Linked DNA regions of Sus scrofa: region 2 is linked to region 1. A link is a contact called in public HiChIP or PLAC-seq data. All regions are on one chromosome and are shown on one strand. The core of a region is the stretch at or near the end of the contact, and the rest is flanking DNA. Distances in the headings are between cores, read along the strand shown.

Region 1 (5,863 bases), core at 188-2,687:
AGTCCCTCTGTCGCCCCCTTTTAAATCTCAACGCGGTCCGTTTACACTAAAAAAAAAAAGTTCAAAAGGATCAATACTGTTCCGGACAGCGACGTCCGCAGGTTCTGGGGGGGCCGGGGCCGGGGCCGATTCCGATCCCTCTCCCAGATCTATCCATCTCCATAGGCCCTTCTTTGAGGCCTACAGCTTCTGCCTAGCCTTGAAGCCTAAGATGGCTATTTGGAGACAGGTCCTGGTTTCTTTTGTTAGCTGTATAAACCGAGGGCGACGGGGCCGAGGCTGTGCCCCCGGCTGCCGGGATCATTTCGCAGCCGATTATCGATGTTAAACCTGCCCGCGCTAATTTTGAGTTGCACGAAAACTGCTCTCAGAGTCTGTGTGTCTCTGTGTCTCCGCCTGTGCTAGAGCGGCAGCGGCGGCAGAGCTGACTCGCGAGCGAGCGGGCGGGCGGGCGCGGGCGCGGGGCGGGCGCGGGGCTCGGGCGGGCGCCCCGCACGCCCGCACTCCCCGCTGCGGCGCTCAGACCCCGCCGGGCCGGCCGGGCACCGGGCAGGGCGCGAGCCGGCGCCGGGCCGCCCGCCCGCCGAGCCCCGCGCCCGCCGCGCGCACGCGAGCCACCAGGCCAAAAACAGCCCCGCCGCCGTCCGCCTCCGTGCCACCGGCTGGGAGCGAAAAGAACGCCTCTGGCCCCCGCGGGCCACCCCCCCAGCCCCGAGCGCCCACTCCGGGGTCAAAGGAGACTTTTTGGAGGAGGCCAGCGAGAGGGAAATACAAATTAAAACTTCCACTCACCTTCGCGAATCCGCCTAAAGTAGTGACTCTGGTGTAGAGACCGTGAAGATCCAGCTCCTTCCCACCCACCGCAGGGATTTTTTTAAAAGGCGACCTGCGGGAGAGAGAAAGCCCCGCACTTGTCAGCCGGGACCCCGCGCCGGCCCGGGCGGGAGAGCCCTGTTCGCCCCGGCTCGCCCCGGCGCTGCCCCCCCGGTTCTGCTCTCACCCTCTGCTGTGGTGGAACTGCCGCAGCTCGTCCAGGAAAGCGAGTCCCTTTCTCCGCTCGTCCGGAGGCGCCTTCCCCGTCGAGTTTGCCATTATTTTTTCAAAGGAGGTTTTTAAAAAACCCAGATCGGTGTTTTAAAAGCGCCCCCCGCTCCCTGCGCTTCCTACCAGAGCCCGGAGCCCATTCCTCGGCCGGCGGCGGCGGGGCTCAGTCATGGGCCGGCGGTGGCGGCGGCGGCGGCGGCGGCGGCGCAGGGAGGGAGGGAGGGAGGGGGAGGAGGAGGAGGAGGAGGGGAAGGAGGGAGCAGGAGGCCAGGGGGAGAGGAGGGAAGGAGGGAGGGGAATTTCTAAAAAAGTTTAAAGAAATCGGAGCGAAACTAGAGGGGCAGGCGACTGCCGGATCCGCGCGAAGCCGCGGGGCGAGCGCGGCCCCCACCCCTTCCTTCCCTCCCTCCCCGCGGCCCGGCTCTCGCCCGCCTCTCAGCGCCGCCGGCCCAGGCGGCTCGGCCCGGGGACGCGATTCAACATGGTGCTGCTGCCGGGGACGCGCGAACAGGCCAGGGGAAAGGCGAGCTGACGGTGAGGGGCCGGGGCGGCCGGAGGCCCGGGAGTTTCGGCAGCCGCGGCGGCGGCGACGGCGGCGGCGGCGGCGGGGCTGGGGCAGGCGGGGCTGGGGGTGGGGAGGGGGAGGTCTGTGTGGTGGTTTGTGGAAAGCGGGGTGACAGCGTGTATTCCGGCCGCAGCTCCGCTGGGCCCTCGCACACATTCACGCGCGGCCTCGCGGCCGGGGCGTCCCCGGGCAGAAGGCACCGGCGGCAGCCGAGCCGCTGCGCGCCACCCGCCTGCTTCCCTCCCCGCCAGCCTCCCTCTCTGCCGGCTCCAGCGCCGCCACAGCCGGGCAGCCAGCGCCGCACAGCGACCCCCGAGGGCCGGCCGCGGCACTGCGCCTGGCTCCACACCGCCCCGGCTGCTCCTCGCGGGGAACAATAGACTCGGCTCGCCGGGCTTAGGGTTCATCTGCAATGTGCCGCACATTTCACACGCACACAAAGCCGGCGGAAAGGGGGGAGGCGCGGGGAAACGGCCACTACCGGTTGTTCCAGGGTTAGGGGTGGAGGCGATGTTCGCGTCCCCGGCCCGGCTGTTGGAAGGGCCCATTGGAGTCCCCGCCCGCCCGACAGAACCTGTGTGGCGCTCGGGAGCGAAAGGAAGCCCAGAGGGGCAGCTCCTCACGCTCCGCATCTTTTCACTGATCAGAATAAAGTCAATCTGTCAATCTTTTTTTTTTTTTTTTTTTTTTTTTTAAGGTCTAAGAGAATCGGCTTTTCTGAGCCTTGTGCTGGTATTTGGGGGCCTGGTTAGCACATTTTCCATGAATTATCCACAAACTAACTTTAGCGAACTGTAAATGAAATACAATGTGAACTGTCCTAGTTCTGTAGAAATAGAGTCATGCTCTTAATTCATCTTCCCTTTGGCTTCACGTCTCAAACTAGATTATTCTGTGCTGAGTTATGCAAACAGTAATTAAACTGGTTGGGAAGCAATCTTTTGAACTTTGACGATAATAATTAACATTTGTTTTTATATTAAGGTATCTTAAAGATAGTGCGCTTTAAACCACTATTGACTAAAACCTTTAATTTTTGCTTTCTCTGAAATGTCTCACATGCGACCTTAGTTCCAAATATTTTTTCTTTGAAGCTCAAAAAAAAAAAAAAAAAAAAAAAAAGGCTGCTTAGATGGGAGACTCAACACCTCAACAAATACTACAAGTTTGCATCTACCAGCAGCTGGAGTCAGCCCTTTGCTACAAATGTTAATTAAGCTCCACGACGTGTGAAGCCTATTATCATTCCCATTTCTGTGACGGCCACTACGGGCAAAGTCACCGACAACCAAGGACACAGGCCAGTAAAGGTCTGGATGGGTTATTTCAGGTAGTGATTCCAATGAGAACATGTACTTGGTGGTGAAAAGAATTATGTAATATAGCCCAGCACGCTTCCGGTGCTTACTCTAGGAAACGGATTTATTTCGCAAGGAAAGTTTGTCTCTTAAATGGGGTCGGTTATAATAAGGCTATGGCTGGGAAGTTCCTGACACCGAAGGGCCAGTAAGTGCCTCGGAAGCCAGGGAGGGGCGGAGACCCAGGCTGGGGGAGTGTAGGAGCCGGGCCGGGGCCGGAGGCGAGGGGGGGCGGGGCAGGAGGGAGACCAGGTCATCTGTCCCTTCCCCCACCGGTCCGCTTAGGGATGGTGGAGATGTGGGCCGCAGAGCTGCGAGGCCCGAGCTGTGCGGATTCCCTGAACGCCGCACTTGCGCACAGCCCCTTACGTAACTGTCAGCGCCGGGGATTCCCTAGAGGGGGTCATTCTATTCAACCATTACACACACCCCGGGCTCCTGCCGCCGCGCCGCCGCCTCACAAAATGGCGGCGCCCATAGAGGAGACAGCGGCCGCCTCCTCAGCCCCATTTTGTGGGAGGCGAGAGATCTGTCAACATGGAATACCTCCGCTGAGGAAGCATCCGAGTTTGGAAATCCTGCTTAAGGATGGAACCGAGGGGATCTCCTTCGACGGAAAATGTCAGCGACTCCTACCACCTCCACGCTTTTTCACTGTTTTCGTTTTCTCGAAGGAAGCGCCCGAAGCTGCTGGGGTACTTGTAACTAAGGAGAGAGGAGAAAGCTGCGGCTGACTGCTCCGGGGACTTGCCGCGGCGTTTCCGTGGCTCTGGTTTCTCTTCCACGCTGCCGGCAGCTGACCGCGATCTCGTAGGAGGGTCGCCTGGGCCGCCAGGCCCGCTCCAACGGGACAGGGACCGGGCGACGCGGAGCGGCAGCGGCGGCCTGCGCCGCACCACTTGTGCAGCGAGACTTTTCGGTAGTTTTTAAATGCCAGAGTCCACAGCTCCGCCGGTTCCTCTCGCCAAGAGTCGCGGGTTTGGGGAGCTCCAAATGTCCCTGCTCCGGGGACTCGCAGTCGGCCGGGAGTCCGGTTGCCGGAAGCTGGTTGCCCAGAGCCGGCGGTACTCAAGGATTCCCGCAGCCCCGGCGCGCAGTGTGGTCGCCGTCGGGACCCGGGCCCTGGTTGGTGCTGATGGGGCAGGAGTGGGAACGAAGGCACGTACCCTGAAATTTAAGTCGTCCGAGTCGGGACCTAGGGCTGTATGTTTTAACTGTCTCAGGTTAAACGTTAGAAGGTTTTTTCGGCTATCTCTGTGGTGGGCAAACCTAGTTGCCTTATTTTTTTTAATTCGAGGGGCAGAATGGAGGGGTGACGTTTTATATTTTTATTTTTCAAGCAGAGGATGTCACTTTTAAGCCACTGACTATTTGCTGTCTGTGTGTGTGCATAGACACATGTGTATGCAATAGTGTGTTTTGCTTCGCAGTACAGATATCAAAGGCTAGAGACCTGGATGGGATTCTAACGTTTTGATGCCTTTAAAAATTTTTTCTTTAATGTGGTATGTAGTGGGAGAATTCACTCTGAGGGAAAAAAGGAAAATAATTATTTTTCTGCAGAAGTTGTCATCTTCAAAATGGAGTCCTAAAGGATATCTGATGGATAGAATTTAAAATCATAACTCTTTGGATATACTCTAGTCAAAAGGAAACAAAAACATCAAGCTTGATGTTTATCAGATTACTACCTGGTTCGATTTCCCCCAGACTAGTAAAATGTAAGACAAAGTAAACTGTCAACGGTATTTGCTTGTAGGAGGATTGTAAAGTTTTAAGGAAGGAAAAGATTCGTTTAGAACCTTAAGTATGCATTAAACGAATAATTTATTTCAAATGTTTTGTCAATTACAAGTCATTTGTCTTGCATGACTTTTTTTTTTTTTTGAGGTGTTTTCTTTATGTTGATTTTGACCCACAGATTTCCTCCCTAGTGCAGAACTGCAGCTTTCTGCAGGCTGCGCCTCAGTCACTAAGTTCCATGCCCCCGTCCCCTGCGTGCACCTGCTTGCTACTCTTGGCTTGTGTTTGGCAAGATAGAGTTTCTGGTCTTGTCTGTTCCCTTTGATGTTCTTTATATTTAATAAATTTGGTTACCACTAATCAAGAATACCCTGTCTTAGCACCCAAATACCCAGAGAATTTTCGTTAATGGAATTGCACTAACAGTAACCCTATTGCATAGTATTACATGTCTCTGTACCGTATTGCATTTCCTATAGTGGGCAGCATAGAGCAGGTGGATCCTGGAAAAGAAATGCTAGAGAGTATGACAGTTTTATAGTAGATATCATCTAATTGGATAAGATGTAAATAAAATGAAGTTCATACTTTTCAAGCGTTAATGGAAAATATTCCAATAAAAGTTACCGATAATAGTGGAAATTGTCAAAACTCAATTTGTATAGTTTACTGTTCTGATAAGAAATGTTGATAGTAACTGCAAGCCCTGAACACCAGAGATTTCTGTTATTTTTACATGACTCTCCAAGCCTTATCAGTTTTAATATTATTTAATCAAGAAATTGTGATGTTTACAATTCCCTCTTTTAAGTAACTTTAAAAAAACATACCAAATTTCAAATCAAGCATGCCAGGTATGTGATTACAACAGCTGACATAACTTAATTGAGGAAATGATATGTTGATTCATTGGAGAAATTTTGGATTTTAGGTTACTCCCAGGTTTAAAAGAATTGGTTGAACAAGGCTATTGAACTTAAATTTATAATGATCTTAAGAAAGGAACTTTTGATAAGATGTGAGAATGCTTTCACCACTTGCTGCTCTATCCTGTGTCTACTGCTGTGAACTAACTTGTCTTAGTGAACATTTGATTACAATACTAGAACTTAGATGTGGACTTTCCTTCAAAGACTCTAAAGGAGTCCTGGTA
Region 2 (6,134 bases), core at 1,340-3,839, 240 kb before region 1:
AAGATTTGTGTTGTTCAGTTTTGCTGAAATGGTATACTATTATTGTTAATTAAAAATTATAGTTTGGAGTTCCTGTTGTGGCTCAGCAAGTTAAGAACCCAACTAGCATCCATGAGGATGCAGGTTCGATCCCTGGCTCACTCAGAGGGTTAAAGATTCAGCATTGGCAGGAGCTAAGGTGTAGGTCACAGACATGGCTTCGATTCCACATTGCTGTGGCTGTGGTGTAGGCTAGCAGCTGTAGCTCTGATTCGACCCCTAGCCTGGGAACTTCCATATGTCTCAGGTATGGTCCTAAAAAGACCAAAAAAAAAAAAAAAAATTATAGTTTTTAAAATTAAAAAAAATTTTTTTAAAATTTTTTGTCTTTTTTTGCCTTTTCTACGGCTGCTTCCTGTGGCATATGGAGGTTCCCAGCTAGGGGTCTAATTGGAGCTGTAGCCCCTGGCCTACACCAGAGCTGCAGCAACGAGGGATCTGAGCCAAGTCTGCAACCTACACCACAGCTCACGGCAACGCCAGATCCTTAACCCACTGAGCAAGGGCAGGGATTGAACCCGCAACCTCCTGGTTCCTAGTCGGATTTGTTAACCACTGCACCACGACAGGAACTCCATTTACAGTTTTTTTTATTTGGCAAACGTTATCATTTGACCTTTGATTAATTTTTAAGAGAGAACATTTTCCCCAAAAACAAGTATGTAAAGATATTCGTACATAAATTTTTACATAAAAGAATGGCACACTAGAAGTCTCTATCTGGAGTTATACTCCAAGAAGTTGGATTTTCTAGGGTGAGGATTATATATATATATATATATATATATGTAATTATACCACAAAGCTTGGTGACATTCTCATTGTATTCAGTTGAATGGCTCCTAACAATGCTTGTTGATCTGGTTATATCATATAATTTCTTAAGCAAAGTTTTCTTAAGTCATTCTTTATCATATTCTTTATAATGTACTGCTATAAACTTCTCTAGATTATCATTCTTTCAAATACCCAAACACGGTAAAGCCCATTTAAATTCCCAAAGCTTATATCAAAAACTATACATTGTAAAAAACCTCACTTTGAAAATAGAGACAACATTGCAACAACATTGCAAATCAACTACATGCCAATAAAATTTTAAAAATAATAAATTACAAAAAGAGAGACAAGCCTGCCATTCATACACTCCTTCAGCAACTATTTACCAAGTCCTTAATTGAGTAACAGGCACTGTGCCAGGAGCTGTTATTAAGAAGGTATTAAGACATTGTCCCAGTGCTCACAGTGTGAGACTGACCCTCAACAGACCAAACACGAGGCACAAGATGGGGGAGCCAGAGAAGTGAGGAGGGTCATGGCAACCAGCTACCTCGGAGGAGAGAGGCAGAGGGGTGCCCATTCGGCAGGGTCCCGAGAAAGTGAGGAGGAAAAAGTCATCCTGGGCAATGAGGACATAAAGGAAGGGGGCAGACGACACGAAAAAGTGTGAGTGGCAAGGTGGCTACAGCTGAAACTTGGGTGAGCCAAGTAGGTGGGGCGGCCCGGGAAGAGCTCCAGCACACGGTGCGGGGGTTGGGGGGTGATGGCAGGACAGTGGCGTGGACAGGGCGGGGGGCGCTGCCAGGACCTGCTGGTAGAAGAGGGGTGGACACTGAGGGCAGGAAGAGCAGTCAGGAGCCGTGAGGAAACTGTCCGGGAGAAACTATGCGGGTAAAGAGTGACTTTAAAAAAGTCTGAAAGGTATTTTGGAGGTAAAACAAAAGATTTGACGACCGGAGGGAGAAGGAGTGGCACACATGTTCCGTTAGGCGGACTCGGACACTTGCTGGAGTGAATCATTACCTGTCACTATCAACCAACGAGTGGATCATCAAGTTTAATTTTTTGTTGTGGGAATTAAGACACGGGGCTATGCCTAAGTTTGATGAGTCACGTGGGAAACTTCTCCCCTAGGCCTGTTTAAAAAGCCCACCTGGAGGGAAGAGGTGGGCTAACGAGTTCTGGCCACTTCAGCCTCCCCGCAAGATGCGGTTCAGGTGGGCAATGCTGCTGGGTGAACACTCAACCCAAAGCCAAACAACAAACACTCTTCATATCAGATTACCATAAAGAGAGGATAGCAAATGCCGCGCAAACCCCCGCACGTCCAGGTCCCCAAGAGCCTACTTCATTGTGTTTCAAACAGCTTACCCGGTACCGCTGCCAAAGCAGAGCCAGCAGCGGCGCTCCACGCACGGCGCATGCGCAGGGCCCGCGGCGTGGGGGGAGAGCCGGGCACTGAGAATGTTTCCCAGAAGCCACTAGCCGCTGTTTTCCCTCCCGCTCGCAGGCCACGGGACGTGACTCCGCCCGTCACGTTCCTCTGGCGCAAAGGGTGGTTTGCCAGCGCCCCCCTGCGGTCCGGTTGATTGCTGCGACCTTGCTCGCAGGGCTAGAGCGAGCAAATGAGTTGGGAAAGCGCCGACCGTCCTGCTGCCGCTGCCGCCGCCGCCGCCGCCGCCGTCGCCACCGTAGCGCGTCGACCAGTGGAGGCGCCGCTGAGCTGAGAGGAGCAGAGCGGGAGGGAGGGGGAAGGGGACGCGCGGAACGGGGAGGGAGGAGGCCCGGCGAGGAGCGGGGGAGGGGGAGCAGCGGTGGCGCAAGACGCGCGGAGCAGCGCAGCCCGGGTCCGCTCCCTGCTTCGCCGCCGCCACCCGCCCCAGCCAGCAGAGCCGGCGCCCCAGCGGCCCCCGGAACACCTGAAAGCGGACGAAGGAGTCCATGTTGGGGAACTTGGCGGCGGCGTGACGGGGACCTAGGGACCTGCATTGGGGCCGCCGCCGGAATCCCCGCGCCTCGACCTCGGCCTGAGGTAAACACCGGCCGACCCCAGGGGTGGACTGGCGCGGGCCGCTCTCGGGCGGGGTGGGGGTTACGCGCCGGCGCAGGGCGGGGGAGCGGGCCCGGGGCGACGCGGGAGGGCGCACAAAGTTTCGGAATCCCGCGCGGCCCAGGCGGCGTCCTGCGCTCGGAGGAAAGTTGGAGCTGCCTCTGGAGGCGGGGGAGGTTGCGGCGGGCAAGGCCCCCCTTGCCTCTCGCCACCCGGCGAGGGAGGCCGCGCTTGGGCCGCCGCCGCCTCGCTGTCGGTACCCCGTCCCATTTCCTTCTTGTGGCCTACCCGCCTCCCGTCGGCGGAACCAGTCCCCGCCCGGGGGTCCTGGGGGAATGGGTTGAGGTTAGAGGCTCGGCGACGGAGTCGCCACACGGACACCCCCCTCCCCGCGGTGGAAACGTGTCCTGCTGGGCTTCCGGGCGCTCCCCGACCCCCGCGCCCGCTTGACTTGCGAGACTTTGCTTTTGTCGGTAGCGTCCAAGCTCGCTTGTGAAACCAAACTTTACTGCGCCGTGACCTCTCGGAGTGCGCGACCAGGGCAGAGCCCGCACTTGTGAGCACCCGCGTCACCCCGTGCCCTGAATTTCAAACTCTTCTTCCACCCCCAATTTCTAAACCAGTTTCCTGGGCTGACAACAAAAGGGCCAGGAGATCTAAACTTAGCTCCATCAGGCGTCCCTCCTCAGATACAAGGAATTTTGAATCTTTAAAGACGCTGCTTACAAATGGATGTCTGTCTTGCCCCCCCCCCAACCCCCCGTATTTTGAAAAATTGTGTTAAAGTAAGCGCCTGATTTGGAGTAGTTGATTAAAGCATTCAGATTCAAATGTGGAATTTTAAAATATCCTCAAAGTGTTTCTGTGCCGTATTACGTATAGTGCCTACGAGTTGAGCTTTTTTCATTCATTTTGGCTTTCATTTTGACATCTTTATCATACTATCTGTGAGCTAAGATTTTTTAGGCCAAACTGACCAAAAAGTTTTTAATATAATGCTTTGGCTAGTACAGGCTGTTCTTAAATTTTTGCAGTTTTGGAAATTAACTGAATATTGGAAAAAGCGTATTTAAAAGGTGTTTCTTCATTTTAAAAGAAAAGCTAATTCATGCATATTACTACTTAACCTCAGTCGCAGGATTTTGAAACACATTCTTAAAATAACTGCTAGTTTTTGTGTTTTGTTGGCATTAAAATTTTGATACATAATCAAGTGTCTTTCCAGACCATTGCTTTCTCTTTCCTGTTCGGCAGTTGGCTTAATCTTTTTTTTTTTTTTTTTTTTTTTTTTTTTTGCTGTTGGCTGAGAGCTGAAATTAAAAGTTTATGGGACTTTCGTTTTTCTTGTTTTAACTTACTGTCCATAAGAATTGAAATTTTTAAATTGTTCTGGATTTCTTTTTGCATGATACTATTTTATCAAAGATAATTGGAATTTATGTTTTGTTTATGCAATGTGAAGGATTTATTTAATATTAGCCCTGCTTATTGTAACTGCACTTTTTTGCTATAATGTATTTTGGTCTTACAAGTATATAGTTTTACATTCAGATAGTGACCTTTTGTTGCCTGAGAATTTGAGTACATCTTCACATTTTGGCCGTGTAAGATTTGGATGTCTGCTTACTCCAAGGGTACTCATGTACTGTTCTGTAAAGACATTCTTCAGTATGTTAAGGGGGAAGAAATCTGTGAAAGAAAATGGAAATTGTTCCTAAATATGCTGCCTGAAACATGTGTCATGGAGAAATTTTTAAGGGGAATTTTTTTGTATGCCTTTAGGTGGTGGTAATGGGGGTCCAGGAGATTGAAACTCTTTAGGGGTCACTCAGCTTCCCCATAATCCTTTGGATACTAACCAATACTTAGGCAGTTTTCTTTAAAGTTGTGCTGTTAATCAGCAGAGATGGGATGAATCAGGGCTGTTACATGATGATGTTGATTTGTCATCAGTAGCATCTTAATAAGAGAATTCAGTATTACACTACTTCTCTACCTTTTTTTAGGTACATCAGTGAAAAATAGTCATAAAACCTAACTGGAGTGGCTGGCGTAAAGGTGATAGTCAGTGTTTGAATGATTTTCGTTGTAACTTCCTTTTAGTAAACTCTACCATTATTTACTCTTGTCTTTAAGTGAAATTGGATCTTGATTTACCTTGCCAAATGAAATAAAAATTTTTAATTATATTCTTAGTCCCAAAGAATAAATTAATAGCTTTGCACCTTATTTTACATCTGAATGGTGATAAATGTTAGTAGCACTAAGTACAGCCCAGTGTTTAAATATCTTGAATCATTTTATTGCTCTTCCCAAAACTCATCTTTGCATTGTTGCGGTCCTTGCGTTTCTTTTTTCTTTTCTTTTTTTAAGTTGTGGCTTTGTAATTCCTAATACTTAATTACATAAAAGTTCGATATAAGATGTAAAAACAACACTCATCTATCACTTGCAAAATAGCATCCCAAAAAGTCTCACTATGACCTTTGTTCACCTATAGTCTTTAATACTCAATAGCCAGAGTGATCCTGATAAAATAAATCAGATCAGGTCACTTCTCTTCTCAAATGGCTTCCCTTCTCAGTCATAGTAAAATCCATAGTCCTTATTATGGTCTACCAGGCTCTCTAACTTCATTACCTCACTCTTTCTCTAGCCACAATTCTGCTCTGCTGTTGAGGTTTTCTTTGACTCTTCTGTGTAAGACAGCACGCCTTCCTCTTATATTTCTTAGCTCTTTTTTAGCCAGATTTTTCTCCACTGCACTTATTTTCCAAGATACTGTGTAATTTACTATTTTATTTTTTTCTTCAGTTTAATACAAGTTCTGTGAAAATGGAATTTGTCATTTTGGGTCACTGTTTGGTCCCTAAACAGTAAACAATGTCTGACACATTGTAGGTGCTTAAATAGTTCATGAATTAACATGTTTTCAGCTAGAAACATTAAAGCATTAAAAAAAGTAATTGTGGTTTGAAACGTTATACAAGTCTCATTCTTTTGCATAAATTGCTAAGTTACTTATATCCATGCACTATGATCAGTTCAGTTTAAGGGAGCATATGACAGAATGTGACCCTGAAACTGAATTGCCAATATAGAAGGAACTAAGATGCTTAACCAACTGTAGAGTGGTATAACTTACTGTTAGAAATGTTGTCATTACAAGTCAGATTAGTCTTATTTTTAGTAGTTTCAAAAGGCAGAACTAATATTGTGGTGATGACTGTGGAAAAGGAGGAGAGACAACAAGAGTGGATGTGGG

The links. HiChIP or PLAC-seq counts read pairs in DNA pulled down with a chosen protein or histone mark.
Region 2: an H3K27ac HiChIP or PLAC-seq map of alveolar macrophages shows a contact between it and region 1. The contact joins the promoter of SCAF11 here to the promoter of ARID2 in region 1. A contact is called at or near these places in 2 of 5 promoter capture datasets (fetal liver and liver), 19 of 47 Hi-C or Micro-C datasets (alveolar macrophages, blood, embryonic fibroblasts and 10 more) and 2 of 2 datasets of contacts at active chromatin or transcription factors (alveolar macrophages and skeletal muscle).

Annotation. Positions count from the first base shown.
Region 1 is chr5:76,632,959-76,638,821 of Sscrofa11.1, reverse strand. ARID2 (AT-rich interactive domain-containing protein 2) reads right to left here and starts at 1,437. Exons shown (of 22, transcript XM_021092987.1): 1 at 1,001-1,437; 2 at 793-886. The coding sequence starts at 1,092.
Region 2 is chr5:76,873,106-76,879,239 of Sscrofa11.1, reverse strand. SCAF11 (protein SCAF11) reads left to right here and starts at 2,589. Exons shown (of 15, transcript XM_021092989.1): 1 at 2,589-2,851.